Linked DNA regions of Arabidopsis thaliana: all the other regions are linked to region 1. The links are chromatin contacts, called in public capture Hi-C maps. All regions are on one chromosome and are shown on one strand. The core of a region is the stretch at or near the end of the contact, and the rest is flanking DNA. Distances in the headings are between cores, read along the strand shown.

The links. Capture Hi-C pulls out chosen DNA fragments and counts their contacts.
Region 2: a contact with region 1 is called in a capture Hi-C map of seedling, with 7 times the contacts expected there. The contact joins the promoter of AT4G06599 here to the promoter of AT4G06534 in region 1. A contact is called at or near these places in 1 of 26 Hi-C or Micro-C datasets (root) and 1 of 3 other capture datasets (seedling).
Region 3: a capture Hi-C map of seedling shows a contact between it and region 1, with 8 times the contacts expected there. The contact joins the promoter of YY1 here to the promoter of AT4G06534 in region 1. A contact is called at or near these places in 1 of 26 Hi-C or Micro-C datasets (root) and 1 of 3 other capture datasets (seedling).

Annotation. Positions count from the first base shown.
Region 1 is chr4:3,354,875-3,359,375 of TAIR10.1, reverse strand. AT4G06534 reads right to left here and starts at 2,841. Exons shown (of 1, transcript NM_178980.2): 1 at 1,214-2,841. The coding sequence starts at 2,506. The coding sequence ends at 1,289.
Region 2 is chr4:3,664,321-3,668,860 of TAIR10.1, reverse strand. It overlaps AT4G06599 (ubiquitin family protein), which reads left to right and starts at 1,314. Exons shown (of 6, transcript NM_178989.3): 1 at 1,314-1,652; 2 at 1,728-1,872; 3 at 1,942-2,056; 4 at 2,132-2,195; 5 at 2,283-2,448; 6 at 2,537-2,936. The coding sequence starts at 1,366. The coding sequence ends at 2,782. AT4G06598 (basic-leucine zipper (bZIP) transcription factor family protein) reads right to left here. Exons shown (of 3, transcript NM_178988.3): 2 at 4,201-4,540; 3 at 4,004-4,085. The coding sequence ends at 4,004. It also overlaps the pseudogene AT4G06600.
Region 3 is chr4:3,764,309-3,768,827 of TAIR10.1, reverse strand. It overlaps YY1 (zinc finger (C2H2 type) family protein), which reads left to right and starts at 2,157. Exons shown (of 6, transcript NM_178992.4): 1 at 2,157-2,480; 2 at 2,552-2,610; 3 at 2,688-2,887; 4 at 2,974-3,063; 5 at 3,176-3,319; 6 at 3,751-4,519. The coding sequence starts at 2,389. The coding sequence ends at 4,329.

The DNA.
Region 1 (4,501 bases), core at 1,592-4,091:
AGTCTTATAAATTGGCTAAAAATTATATGAAACCCTAATATATCAAACTATTGTTTGTAACTGTAGAACATGACACAAAAGAAACAGTGATTGTTTAAGCAAGGTAAAAACACCACTAATTGGATCACTGTTTTAATCAACACTAGATTTTAACCCGCGGTATACCGCGGGACTATTTTGTTTTTTTAAGAAAAAAATAATAATTTGTTTAGTCGACTAAAAATATATATGATTTAATGTTTTGTATTTTCTAAATGTACAATTTTATATATGTATATTATTTAGTATACAATTATTATGTTTGATTTTACTGTTTAAAAATATAGGAACAATAACGTATAGTTTATTAAGTTAAAATCTAAATTATAACTAAATAATCCAGTTATTAATATTTATTTTATTAATATTACTTGTTTGTTTTGTTTAGTATTTAAGATAATGTAATTGTATTTTAATGGTTATATCTAGGATTTTACCCGTGGTATACAGTCTCATATTACTATCGACCAAAATCCGTCCTACCATCTAATCTCGTTCAGTAAAACTAAACATATCTAACAGATTTTAACTATGGTATACCGTCTCATATTACTGTCGATCCAAACCTGTTATACCATCTAACCCCGTTCATTGAAATTAAACATTTTGTTTTAATAATATTTTAATTTAACAGATATATAATTCAAATTAATTTAAATTTTTTTTTTCAAATAGTTATTTGATTGTTATGAAATCCATATATTATAATATTCTAAACTTTTCCCACCATTTAATCCAGTTCTGTAAAATTAAAAGTTATTTTTTCTTTTTTGGTTCTAAAAATTTTTATTAAAAGATTTATAATTCAAATCAATTTAAAAATTTTCTTTTGAAATGGTTATTTAATTTTATAGATTTTATTTATTATATATATTCTAAACGTTTTTTGTTAAATATTCTAAACATTTTATAAACTTTAAATATTTATCTTTAAAGTTTATTATCTTTAATAAAATATTATATTAATAAAATCTTAAGATTTCTCCTTTTTAGATTTAATAAAGTATAATAATATAAAAATAAATGCTAATAATTAAAAATATTAATTAATTAATAATAATTAATATGAATAGTTTTTTTTGGTAAATAAGTTTTAATTTGAGAATTTATTTGTTAAAATAGCTGAAAAACGTATATATAGATATTTTAATTTTCAGTACAGCGTGACACAAAACAAAAGAATAATTCTTACAAAACAAAAAATGAAAAATCAGTGAAGCAAAAGTCAACGCAGAGCGAGGATCATATTCTAATAAAAAGAGTTGTTGCCTTGTTTGTCTTTAATCAACCAAAGCAATGACGTGTGATACGAATTGGGGCTTCTAGATGACGTGGAAGGTTGGTTTGTACCACGACGTTTATATTCCTTAGTGGGTCTCCATTTTTCATTACCAAATATATAAATTCTCAAAGGACAGCCAATTTTCATATATTTTACTATATTACCGTTTACTTTTTTGCAAAAACTTTCTCCACAAAATTTCTTTGACTTTCTCAGAAGTAAAAAATTTGAAGATCCATTATTGGATAATGAAACTAAATGATGCAAATAGACAAATAAGTACGTACCATCGAGATAGATGGCACCGTCCGATTGGAACCCAATAGAAGCCGGGAATTTTCCTGGTAGTCGTGTCTCGCCCGCGCCGAAGGAACCACCAGTCGCTAGTCCTAGAGACAAAACGGCTTCTTCGTTTTTTCCATCCCATTCACTTCTTTTGACAAGTTTTAGTCCTTGGTTCTTGAACAACTTAGTTTTTTCACCTTCCACTAAGTCACAACCTACGTCACCAGCCTCACCACTGTGGTGTTGGGTGATTTCGAGGATTGTTATTTCAAAGTAAGCCTCTTGTGGGAAAGCAGAACTTATGAGTTGTGGTCCGGGAAGTGGTAAACCTGCTCGGAGAATCATCAAGTGTTTTTTTGCGTTGACCGTCTCGTTGAACGCTTGATTAAATTTGATCGTTTGTGTGAATTCCACGGAGCCGTTTGACACTTCCCATGAGATTACAACACCAGGATCTTCGCTTCCTGCCGTGGTGCAAAGCCCTAGAAGAACTGACCCCGGGGAGGCCCCGCTCACCAATGGAGCCGGTTCATGGACAGCGAATCCGAACCTTGTCCACCCATTTTCGACCGCTTCGGTCACCAAAGCCGGATGGTCTGTCCAGATGAATAGGCCAGGTTTCGATGGGAATCCTCCGGCAGTGGCGGTTCTGGAGATTGAATAGTTTTTGATATTTCCTCTACGCTTGATGTCGGAAGTATCTAGCTGGTGGATGAGGCTCGTCTGGTGGAGCTTTGAGATTCTAGCCTGGAAGCTATCGCTTCGAATGGGACTGGCCGCTTTAAGGGTTGTGGTGATCTCTCGGCGGAGACAGCACCAGCGACGGAGGAAGACTACAAGGAGAGAAGAGAGCACAACAACGGAGACGATCCCTGCGGTGAAATGGGCCCAACGAAGCATCTCTGTGATAGAATAACTTCTAAGATAGAATGAGCGATGGAGGGAGAAGAAGGTGATGGTCGGACCCGTTCAAAACGGTTGGAAGATAGAAAGTACAAGAGACAGAAAACTATAATGATAATAATTATTTTGGGAAAACCATATACATATATATATATTTTTTAATATCTAGAAATTCAAGTTTGAAAGCGTTATTTTTTATAGAGGCGAGAACCATAACTTGTAAAATTCATTTTGGAGAAAATATTCTTTCCAACGAACGTCGAAATTCGGTATTTTTACTTGGAAGATTTACCACTAGACCAAAACCACATTAGTGAAACCATACACTTTTGCTTACAAGAAAACCGTAGAACTATAAATATTTCAATCATATACAGCTTTATATGAAGTATATATATTTTTTGTCGTCACAAATTTTTTATAAAACTCAAATAGATATTCAGTACGAAGGAAGGCCTAATAAAGCCCACTAATTACAAAACAGTACAAGATATGGACGACAGTTTTAAGACACGTGTTATGCAATTTGGGTTCTTGTGAGGAGAACGACGCTTCATCACAAACCTTATCGTCGGAAACTCCCGTTGTCGGTCGACAGATAATATTTTGAGATTCTTCATTGAGCTTTCACTCATACTAGACGGAAGATAACAAAGATAAAAAATCCGATTTTGATTTATGAAAACAAGAGAAAGATGAAGCTTTTGTCACTATTAAAGATACATGAGAGAGAGAAAATGCGGTTTTCCAAAATTATACATGATGCATATTATATGGCGTTTAGCGATCAGAATTAACAATTTTACGCAATGATAGTTTTACATTTTATTTTGTTAGTTGTGCCTTTTTTTTATACCAAAAATGTATTCTAAGGTTTTACCATTCGACTAATCTCTAAAGTAAGTGTAGCCATCGAATAGCCTACTCACCAAATTTTCTAATGGGTGTAAAGCATTATATAACTTGACTAGCCAAGATGAAAACTGCCTAAACCAACACAACAATCCCTCCTCAAATGAGAACCACTAGACCACAACAACTTAATTTGGTAACAAATAAAATGAACTAAATCGTCCATGGCTGCTCTATACTTAAACAAAAAGTTTACAATTATTTTTGTAACAAAATGCCTTCAAAACTAAACACTTAACTTTTGAGTTCAAAATATGCTACTAAAGTCTAATACAATTAGGTATTGTTATGTGCTATGACTGGAAAACAAATACACTGCTAAATATTGTTGCCATTGTCCTTATGAAAATTCTAATACAATTGGGTATTTTGTTTTACAACTTAACCCTTCATATCAAGTAAATGCATGTCAATACTATAATCTTAAAAGTCGCCAACAATATACCTTTGGACGTGTATTAATCTTTCAAACTTTATAAATTAGTATAAATGTTATTAAAACTACATCACCAACAATGAAAGTTTATATTTTTAAAAATTAAAAACAAAAATTTCAAGATTAGGATCACAAAATAAAGACATTCAACATCATGCGATTCAAAAAGAGGATCTGTCTCCCACGGAGGCACCGAACCAAACTCGTCGTCACACTTATGCGAAGATAACCTATTTTTTTAACAATGTCATCAAGAGAAGAAACCTAGAAAGCAAAAGAGATTTGGTTTTCCACAGTATATATTTATCGGTTTGTTAAATTATAAAAACAATTGCCGCACAATTTGTTAAATATGTAAATTAGGGGGATTTGCAAAAGTACCCTTTTTCTATTACCCTATTGCAACAATAGTTTTTTATGTTGTCCAAATTATCCTCAAAAAGAAAATTTTCCCGCCAAACTTTGTTTTCCCGCCAAAATTTTATTTTCTCCAAAATATTGTTTTCCGAGCCAAATTTTTCCCCAGCCAAAAATGCATTTAAATTTTTTTATATATTTTCTTAGAACCCTTTAAAAACTCTTAAAAACTTAAAGTTTTTAAAAGGTATGTAAAGTTGTTAAAACCCTTATAAATCATTTTAAAC
Region 2 (4,540 bases), core at 65-2,564, 310 kb before region 1:
CTTTTGACCTTTTGGATAGTTTTATATTTAAGGTTATTTCCTTAAACGATTCCTTAGTATATATACTAGTAGGGCTACATTCCATTTCTTCAGTAACTTTTAGCTTTTATCCATAGAAGACAAAAAAAAACAAAAAATGAGTGATGATCTATGGAATGACATCTAGTATATACACTTGGGTTGTGATGACCATGAACTATTTATTCCATATCAAGCTTATGCTGGAGCTCTGGCTACTAATAGATTAAGTCTTCTCGGAAGAATACTTAATCCTCAAACTCAGAGTGTTGGAAGAGTTATACTTGAGTTACCTTATTAGTGGGGATTGGGTTCACAAGTACATGGACGTATCCTTGATGAAAGGTGTGTTCAATTCCGCTTTCGTTCTGAGGCAGACCTACTTAATGTCCTCAGTGTATAATGAATGGTTGATTGCACTTCAGAGATGGGAAGATTTTCATGCAAAGTATTTTCTTACTTATATAGATTTATGGGTTCAAATTAGAAGGATCCTCTACCTTATGTATCGGAGTGGACAGTTGGGTTTATTGCAAGTACTTAGGTGAAGTTGTTACTATGGATTTCAATGAAGAAACTACTACGGAGATTACCTTCCTTCGAGTCAAGATTATGCTTGATATTACTGAACGATTGCGTTTCTTTAAATGGGAGATTTGAGTCTCATGAAAGGATCATGGTTAATTTTAAGTATGAAAAGCTTCAGAGAGTTTGTACTAATTGATGTTGTATGAATCACCAAGCCAGCCACTGCCCATATTTAGCTCATCCAGTTGAATTAGATAATGAATCAGATGTGTTGGTCATTCCAAAGTGGCATGATGGTGAAGGCTCCAACAGTTTCAATCAGTGGGATCAAGAGAATAAGTCACAAAGTTTTCTAATATTTTATCGTATATGCCAACTTTCAACCATATATGCCAACTTTCAACCACCTCTGCCTTCTTCACCAGTTTTGAACTGGGATGATTATATCGCAGTTAGCCTACTCATTGAACTGGGATAGTGTACACCAAGGTTCCATAACTCAAGCAAATGGTGAATGCATTAAGATCAGTCGATTATCTCCTAGTGGGTTAATCTGATCTTTTTGCCAACAGTTATCATTAAATGTTAAGACACAATTTTTTTTCTTTTCATCTCACTTATTAGTAGTTACATTTGTTATAATATAACTTATGTTACCTTTAAGTTTCTGTTTAATGTAAGAATCACACTTTTTCTCCAAAACAACTTATATTTGCTTGGTTAATTTATAATCTTTTTTTAAGGTTACCGGGGAAAATTTCAGTACCACAAGTACCTTTTCTACACCAATCCGGCATCCAAATGTCATAACAAATTAAAATGGCTTCCTCTTCCTCTTCTCCGACGCCTAGTGCTGCGGCGGCGGTCTCTCCTCTTACGGAGGAAGAATTAACTCTAACAGTTAAGTGGAATGGAAAAGAGTACACCGTCCGTATCTGTGCCGATGACTCAGTCGCCGAGCTAAAACGTCGCATCTGCCTTCTCACCACCGTTTTACCTAAACGCCAAAAGCTTCTTTATCCCAAGATCGGAAACAAACTCTCTGACGATTCTCTTTTACTCTCTTCGATCTCCTTTAAGCCCTCCCTCAAGATGACAATGATCGGGTCAGTCTCAATTTCAATTTCTTAAAACCCTAACGAAATCGAATCTAATTTGAAATCAGTTTTGACTTTTTTCAGTACTGTTGAAGATGATATAATAGTAGATCAAGCTGAATCTCCTGAAATTGTTGATGATTTTGAGCTTGGTAAGGAAGAAGCTGTTGATGTTAAAGATAAAGAAGTTAATAAACAGAAGTTGAGAAGAAGAATTGATCAATACAAGGTGAGTTTTTTTTTTCTGTGTGTGTATCTATGTGTAAATGATTCATCAAGCTTATACAACAATGTGCAGATAAATCTTCGAACGCCATGTCGTCAAGGCAAGAAACTTCTTGTTTTAGATATCGACTATACATTGTTCGATCATCGGTCCACCGCGGAGAATCCGTTGCAGCTTATGCGTCCTTGTAAGCCGTATACTGTTAACTGTTTGGTTTTAGCTAGTTAGTTTCTTTGATTGATGTTTTGATTACTTAATGTAGATCTCCATGAGTTTCTTACTGCTGCTTATGCGGAATATGATATCATGATTTGGTCTGCTACCAGGTGATGTTGTTGTTAGTTTGACATTTTAATCTTCGTGTAGCTTTTGTAGCTCTGCTGATGCTAGAGTTATCCGTTTGGTTTCTGCAGTATGAAGTGGGTGGAGTTGAAGATGACAGAGCTGGGAGTGCTGAACAATCCTAACTACAAGGTCACGGCTCTTCTCGACCATCTTGCAATGATCACGGTCCAGTCAGACACTCGCGGGATTTTTGATTGCAAACCGCTAGGCTTAATTTGGGCACTACTTCCTGAGGTATTTATATATCATGCATCCTCATTTGACACATGAATCTTGATCTTTTTTTTTATGTAATTGATTGGTGTTGTCCTGACTTGTGCAGTTCTATAACCCTGGTAACACGATAATGTTTGATGACCTAAGGAGGAATTTCGTAATGAATCCTCAAAACGGTCTAACAATCAAGCCGTTTAGGAAAGCTCATGCAAATCGTGATACAGATCAAGAGCTTGTGAAGCTGACTCAGTACCTTCTGACAATAGCTGAGCTTAGTGATTTGAGTTCTCTACACCATAGCAGATGGGAATCATTCTCACAGGACAACGTCAAAAGGCGCAGACAGGAATGACTCGGCCGCATCCATATTATCGGGTTTTTGTTTAGTTTTCTTGAAATACCAAGAGATTCAGTTATCACTTTTTGTCCTTTACATATTTTATGAGTTGGAAGAACGGTCAACATTTTATTAGTAGTTTCAAACGTTAAATTTGCTATCGTTACATCAGAACCAAAATATTTCTTAAGGTGTTCAAGTTTCTGATAAATGATGAGAATTTGGTTACACAAACAGATGAGCAAGACAAACGACAGTTGATACAAAGCTTACACCACTACACGTTTTACAGGGAACATTCTCTTCAGACACACAATACAAGCGAGACACAGCCCGAGATTTGAGAGCCCTAGAATGAAGCCACTATCGTGATAAGGATTGCAGTCTATTGAGCAGACATGAACAAATGAGTTAATAATATCTTATCATAAATACCTGATGTGCGCAGAGACAGACCAAACCGCCTCCAGCGAACTCGTTGTTTCATTTATGCCGTTTTCCCATCAATCGCTGGCACTTGCTCATCGAGATGTCAAACCGGGTCAACAAAGATGAAAATAAACTAAGAAGCATAAGCACAAACTGAGCAGCTACTAATGCGATAGGGAAAGACACACAAGAAGCTGGCCTGGAACCATGAAGACAGCTCAAGCTCTAGCCATAAGCATAAAACTATTTTCGGCAGGAACTTTGAACTGTTAAGGCCTCAAGGACAGATTCGTGAATTGCGTCTCTAGATCTCTACTCTTCGAACGCTGGTGGCTAGATGATCCTTGCTTTTTTGTCTGATGTTGCTGCTGCGGCTCTTGCTGCTGTTGAAGCTGGTATAAAGCCCTTAGCCTCACAATCTCTTTCTCCAATACATCATGTTCTACTGTAAAAAGAAACCCAAGATTAAGTTAACATCTCACCAAATACAATTTACATCCTCAAGGAAACTAGAAGGCATCATTTTTCTACTCCATGCTTAGAAGCTTTATAGTAGTGTACCATAGCTTAAAATAAGTTCTCTGGTATGCCTAAGAACTGGCAAAACCAGACATCCTATCTTCAAAGTGATATGAAGTAATGAAGAAAAAGGTTTTGGGGTTCTGGTAAGAGACTGAAAAACTTACAGTACTTTATAAGCTGCTCTTGTGCTAAGCTTTCCAACCGATTCTTAAGGGACTTGTTCTCCAAGCTGAGAATTAGATTCTGCTGATTGAGAAACTCAAGCTCCGCAGACACTTCAGAACCCTATACTTGTAACATCTGAACGTTCCTTTCCAGTTCAGCTATGTACTGAATTTTACGGACTCGAGAGCGCTGTGCAAACTGCCTGCAAAAGATAATCATCTGGTTTGATTAAGCAGAGTAAAGTTACAACTGAACTAAATGAATCTTTATCAGAAACAACTCAAGAACAAACTAAAATATCAAAATAGACGACGTACTGTCTAGCACGTTTCGTATCAGCCTCGGAAGTAGCAGACTTAGCCAGAGGATTATCCCGTTTTTCGAATGACGACTTTGCGAAATTATTTATGAAATCTTTCTTGCTATCAGCAGCAGAATAAGCCTTTTCTGTATCACGTAGGCTACCAGAAGACCCTGATCTTGTGATAGAGCTACTCTCCAAACAACCAGAACTACTGTTCGGGCGAGCACCGGAATCTGGTAATGAATCCCACGGTCTTATTTTCTGTTTGGACAAATGAGCTGAAGGGTAGAAAGGAACAGGCTGGCTTCTAAGGTAATCAGACTCCTTGGGACCTCTAACGTGATTAGAGAAAC
Region 3 (4,519 bases), core at 908-3,407, 410 kb before region 1:
TGAACGTTATTGACTTCACCTACACGTTTACAATTGCATATAATTTTATTTTAATAATACGTTATATCGGGAACAAGTTCATATCGAATGAGTGATAGAATTAGATCGGGGATAAATTCAGATCGAATGATAGACAAGATAATATGTTATAACTTGATATTTTTGTTATTTTGCAATCGAATGAAAAAAATCAAATAATCTGGGTCAGTGAAGACAATAATGCTCAACTAATCTGTGGACCAAAATAGATGTTGAAAAATCTACATAAAATTCGAATCCTTAAATGAAAAACAATTGGTGGATAAGATGTGAGTTTCATGATAATTTTGAAAGATGGTGAAATCGGGGACAAAATCTAGATATAACAGAAAATTTTCAAATCGGGGATAAGATTTGGAGACAAAAACAAAAGTTATTTGTTTAGTCTCAAGAAATATAATGTTTATTGGTTAAAGGGGATAGAGATTAATAGAAAGAAAAAATAAATAGAGAGGAAAGAGAAATAGAGAGGAAAGAGAAATAGAGAGGAGAGATAAATAAGGAAGATAAATATAGAGGGTAAATTAGTAATTTTAATAAGAAATGTGGTAGGAGTTGTAAGAGGATTGAAAATATGGTAGATTGCATAAGGAATTGAAAAAATGGCAACTGATGTAAGAATTCTCAAAACAAATCTAAAATTATAAAATATAACTTTAACTAAACCCTAAAAACTTTATATTATTCACCCTAGGTACGTGCGGGTGAGGACCTAGTATTATCTTAAACATAAAACAAAACAAACAATATTAAAAAAAATATAATTGAAATTTAAATTATTTAGTTATAATCTAGATTTTAACTTAGCCTTGGGAGTTCGGTGAGAACGGGTTATTCGGGTCAGGTTGTTCGGTTTCGAGAAAATTTGGTTTTTGAAAATAACCGCCTAATTGAACCGAAATTAACTTCGGTTCGGGTCAATCGGTATATGAGTTATTTGGTTATATGATTTAATATTAATTCCGAATTATAAAAATTATTTTTCTATTTTCGTTTATTTACCCCAAATTACAAAAAAAATAGATAACAGGCTAAAAACAAAGCCCAAACCCATTACATCATTAAAATAAAGAAAAAATTTACAACGGACGGCGACGGCCAATCTCTCTAAATGCAACGGTTTTCGATATTGATTAACGCCTTGACGGTGACACGCGCAACGGACGGCGGCAACGGACGGCGACGACCGATCTCTCTACCTGCAAATAATTATACCACCGACTAGATCTATCATATATCATAATCATAAACATATGCAATCAATCATTTAAATTGAGAAAATTGCGAAAATGTATAAAAAACTTGAAACGCCAATGAAGAACAGTCAAATCTAGAGAGTTACCAGTGACTGTAGCCGTGATTTTGGTGCTAAATAAGAGATTAGTGAGCAAAGATCAAAGAAGAGCTACTAACAATGATTTGTAAAATAAAAACGCGTGTAGGAGATGATGAAATGATGAAAGTAAAGAAACGTTATATGGCTTATGGATTAGATCGGAGAAGAAAATGAATTCTCAAGAGATAGAGGCGCATATCCAAAGAAGAAAATGAAACCAAATTAGGGTTAATGACTCATTAGTGTTATATATGGGTGCATATTCTCGGTTTAAATAAAACCGATTATCGAACCGAAATCCGATTGCTTAAATTAATTTCGCCGATTGGTAAAGAGGACTCTGTTTGGTTTATACCGATAACCGAAAATATCGTTATGATCGGGTCGGTTCAAACGGTTTTTACCGAAGTTCCAGATCTATTTTAACTTAATGAATTGTATGTTATTGTTCCTATATTTTTAAACAATAAAAATCAAACATAGTAATTATACAATAAATAATATATAGATATAGAGTTGTACATTTAGAAAATACAAAACATTAAAGTATATATATCTTTAGTTTATTAAAAGAATAAATTTTTATTTTCTTAAAAATATATAGTTCTGGAGTGTATCGTAGGTTAAATTCTAATAATTGTTAAAAATGATAATTTTGAACTGTACATGCTTACTATACATGTCCGACCGAAACCAGATATTGTTTATAAAAATTTCATTTAGAAGCCTTTTAAGACAGAATAAAAGCCCATTTGCTTTCAGAGAAATCGGTACACATAATGTAAACCGGTAAAAACCAACAACGATACTAACTAAATAAAAATACTGGTTAATAATCCGGTCTATAAACCGGTATAAACACAGTAACAAATCGAACCGGGACTCCATTATCAAAGTATTGCTTAAGGTCTCTCTTCTCTATCGTTCTTTTCCCCAGAACCCTAATCTCCCCCAAATCCTGATTCAATCGTACTCAAAACTCACAAAGGAACCACCTTTACCCAAATAAATCAATGGATCATCAAAATTATCAATACCAAAATCCTTTCGAGAGACGACCCATCCTTAAATCCAAAGCTCCTGCTGTGAAGTGGATCAAAGAATGGTACTTTTCTGATTCCATCACTTATACGTCTTTTAGATTACAGATTCTTAAAAGTTTCTCCTTTGTTTTAGGGTACCACAAGATATTGTTGCTACAGGTGGAAAGTGTCATCTACACAAATGGGTCACAGGTGAAATTGTGATGTTTTAATCTAATTTTCATGTTTGTGAATGTTAAATTGTATCATTGTGTTGTTGTTATTACCAGAGGATACTTTTAGCAGACTTAAAGAAAAAGAGAAAGAGCCTGATGTTCCTGAGCCTGAACCTGAACCAACTACAGAGATTTTGTTTCTCTGTAGTTATGATGGTTGCGGGAAGACTTTCTTTGATGTTAGTGCATTGAGGAAACATTCTCATATCCATGGAGAAAGACAATATGTTTGTGATCAGGAAGGATGTGGAAAGGTTTAATAATATCCTCTCTTTGGTTTGGCTTACACACTCACTTTCATGATATATTGAAGCCATCTTGTTTTTGTTTTTTGTAACAGAAATTTCTGGATAGTTCAAAGTTGAAGAGACATTATCTTATTCATACTGGAGAGAGAAATTATATATGTACTTATGAAGGATGTGGAAAGGTGATTGATTTTGATCACTCTCACTAGCTTAGTTTATTTGGTGTATAATTAGGCAATTAGGCAAAGGGATTGTGTTGCGTGTTTTAGTAACTTTCTGTAGTTGTGGATGCAGGCATTCTCGTTGGATTTTAACCTTAGGTCTCACATGAAGACTCATTCACAAGAGAATTATCATATATGTCCTTACAGTGGGTGTGTGAAGAGATATGCTCATGAATACAAGCTAAAGAACCACGTTGCTGCCTACCATGAAAAGGTATCATTACTCATTTGATTACTCATTCGATAGAGTGTCATGAAAATATGTTTTTTTTCTTGTGCTAAGACAGAGCAGCTCCTTAGTCAGAGTCTAGCTCCACGTTGCTTTTGTGACTTCACTTTGTGTGGTTAGTTTTTACGCTTGGGTGTAGTTTTTCGTAGCTAGAAGTAGGCGTAAATACTATCGTTGAGGTTTTAGTAATCTCATTCGATGCTAACTTTCTTTCTGGAGTAGAGAAGTCTAATTGATTAAAAGTCGCATTTTCTACTACCTTCTTACTGTATCTACACTGTATTAGTAGGTTGAAAGTTGTAGATGACGCATAGACAGAACTTTGCATCGGTTCTATCATGTTTACACCCTTATATTATCCATATTTGTAAGAATCTTAGAACTTATCTCTCTCAATTTCACAACTTGTTTAACAGAATGGTGGTGGAGAGACTCCCAAATATACACCACCAGCAGAGAAAGTATTAAGGACTGTCAAAACACCTGCAACAGTTTGTGGCCCGTCTTCGGATCGGCCATACGCATGCCCTTACGAAGGGTGTGAGAAAGCTTACATACATGAGTACAAGCTTAAGCTCCACTTGAAGAGAGAACATCCAGGGCATTTACAAGAAGAGAACGCGGATACCCCCACACTGAACAAGCACAATGGCAATGACAGGAATGAGATAGATGACGGGAGTGACCAAGATGTTTACAGGAAACACGCTAGTAATGGGAAAGGCCAGACACATAAACAACAGAGCAGAGCTAAGCCAAACATGAGGACACCACCAGCCAAAGTTGGAAAGAAAGGTTCTACCTCTTCGCCTGCCAAAGCAAGGATTGCAAAAAAACCATGGCAAGCAAAAGAAACTTTTGAAGAAGTAGAAAGAGAAGAAGAAGAAGATAGCGAGGAGACAGAGGAAGATAGAGATAATGTGGAGGATGGCTGGAGGTTTGGCGAAAACAACGAGGATGATGACGACGATGAAGAGACCGAGTATGAAGATTAGTTTGAGCTTCGTCTAAGCCATAGGAGACCTTTTTGGTTACGTCCCTTCTCTTTATGCGAAGGTGGCTTTTTAGTAGCTTTGTTTCTTGACTCTTCTTCTTTTCGTTTGCCTTGACACTCTTCTTCATTTAAAGCTTTGTACAGTATTCCGTTAACATTTTTGAAAACCTTTTCTTTTAGTTTTGGTCAAC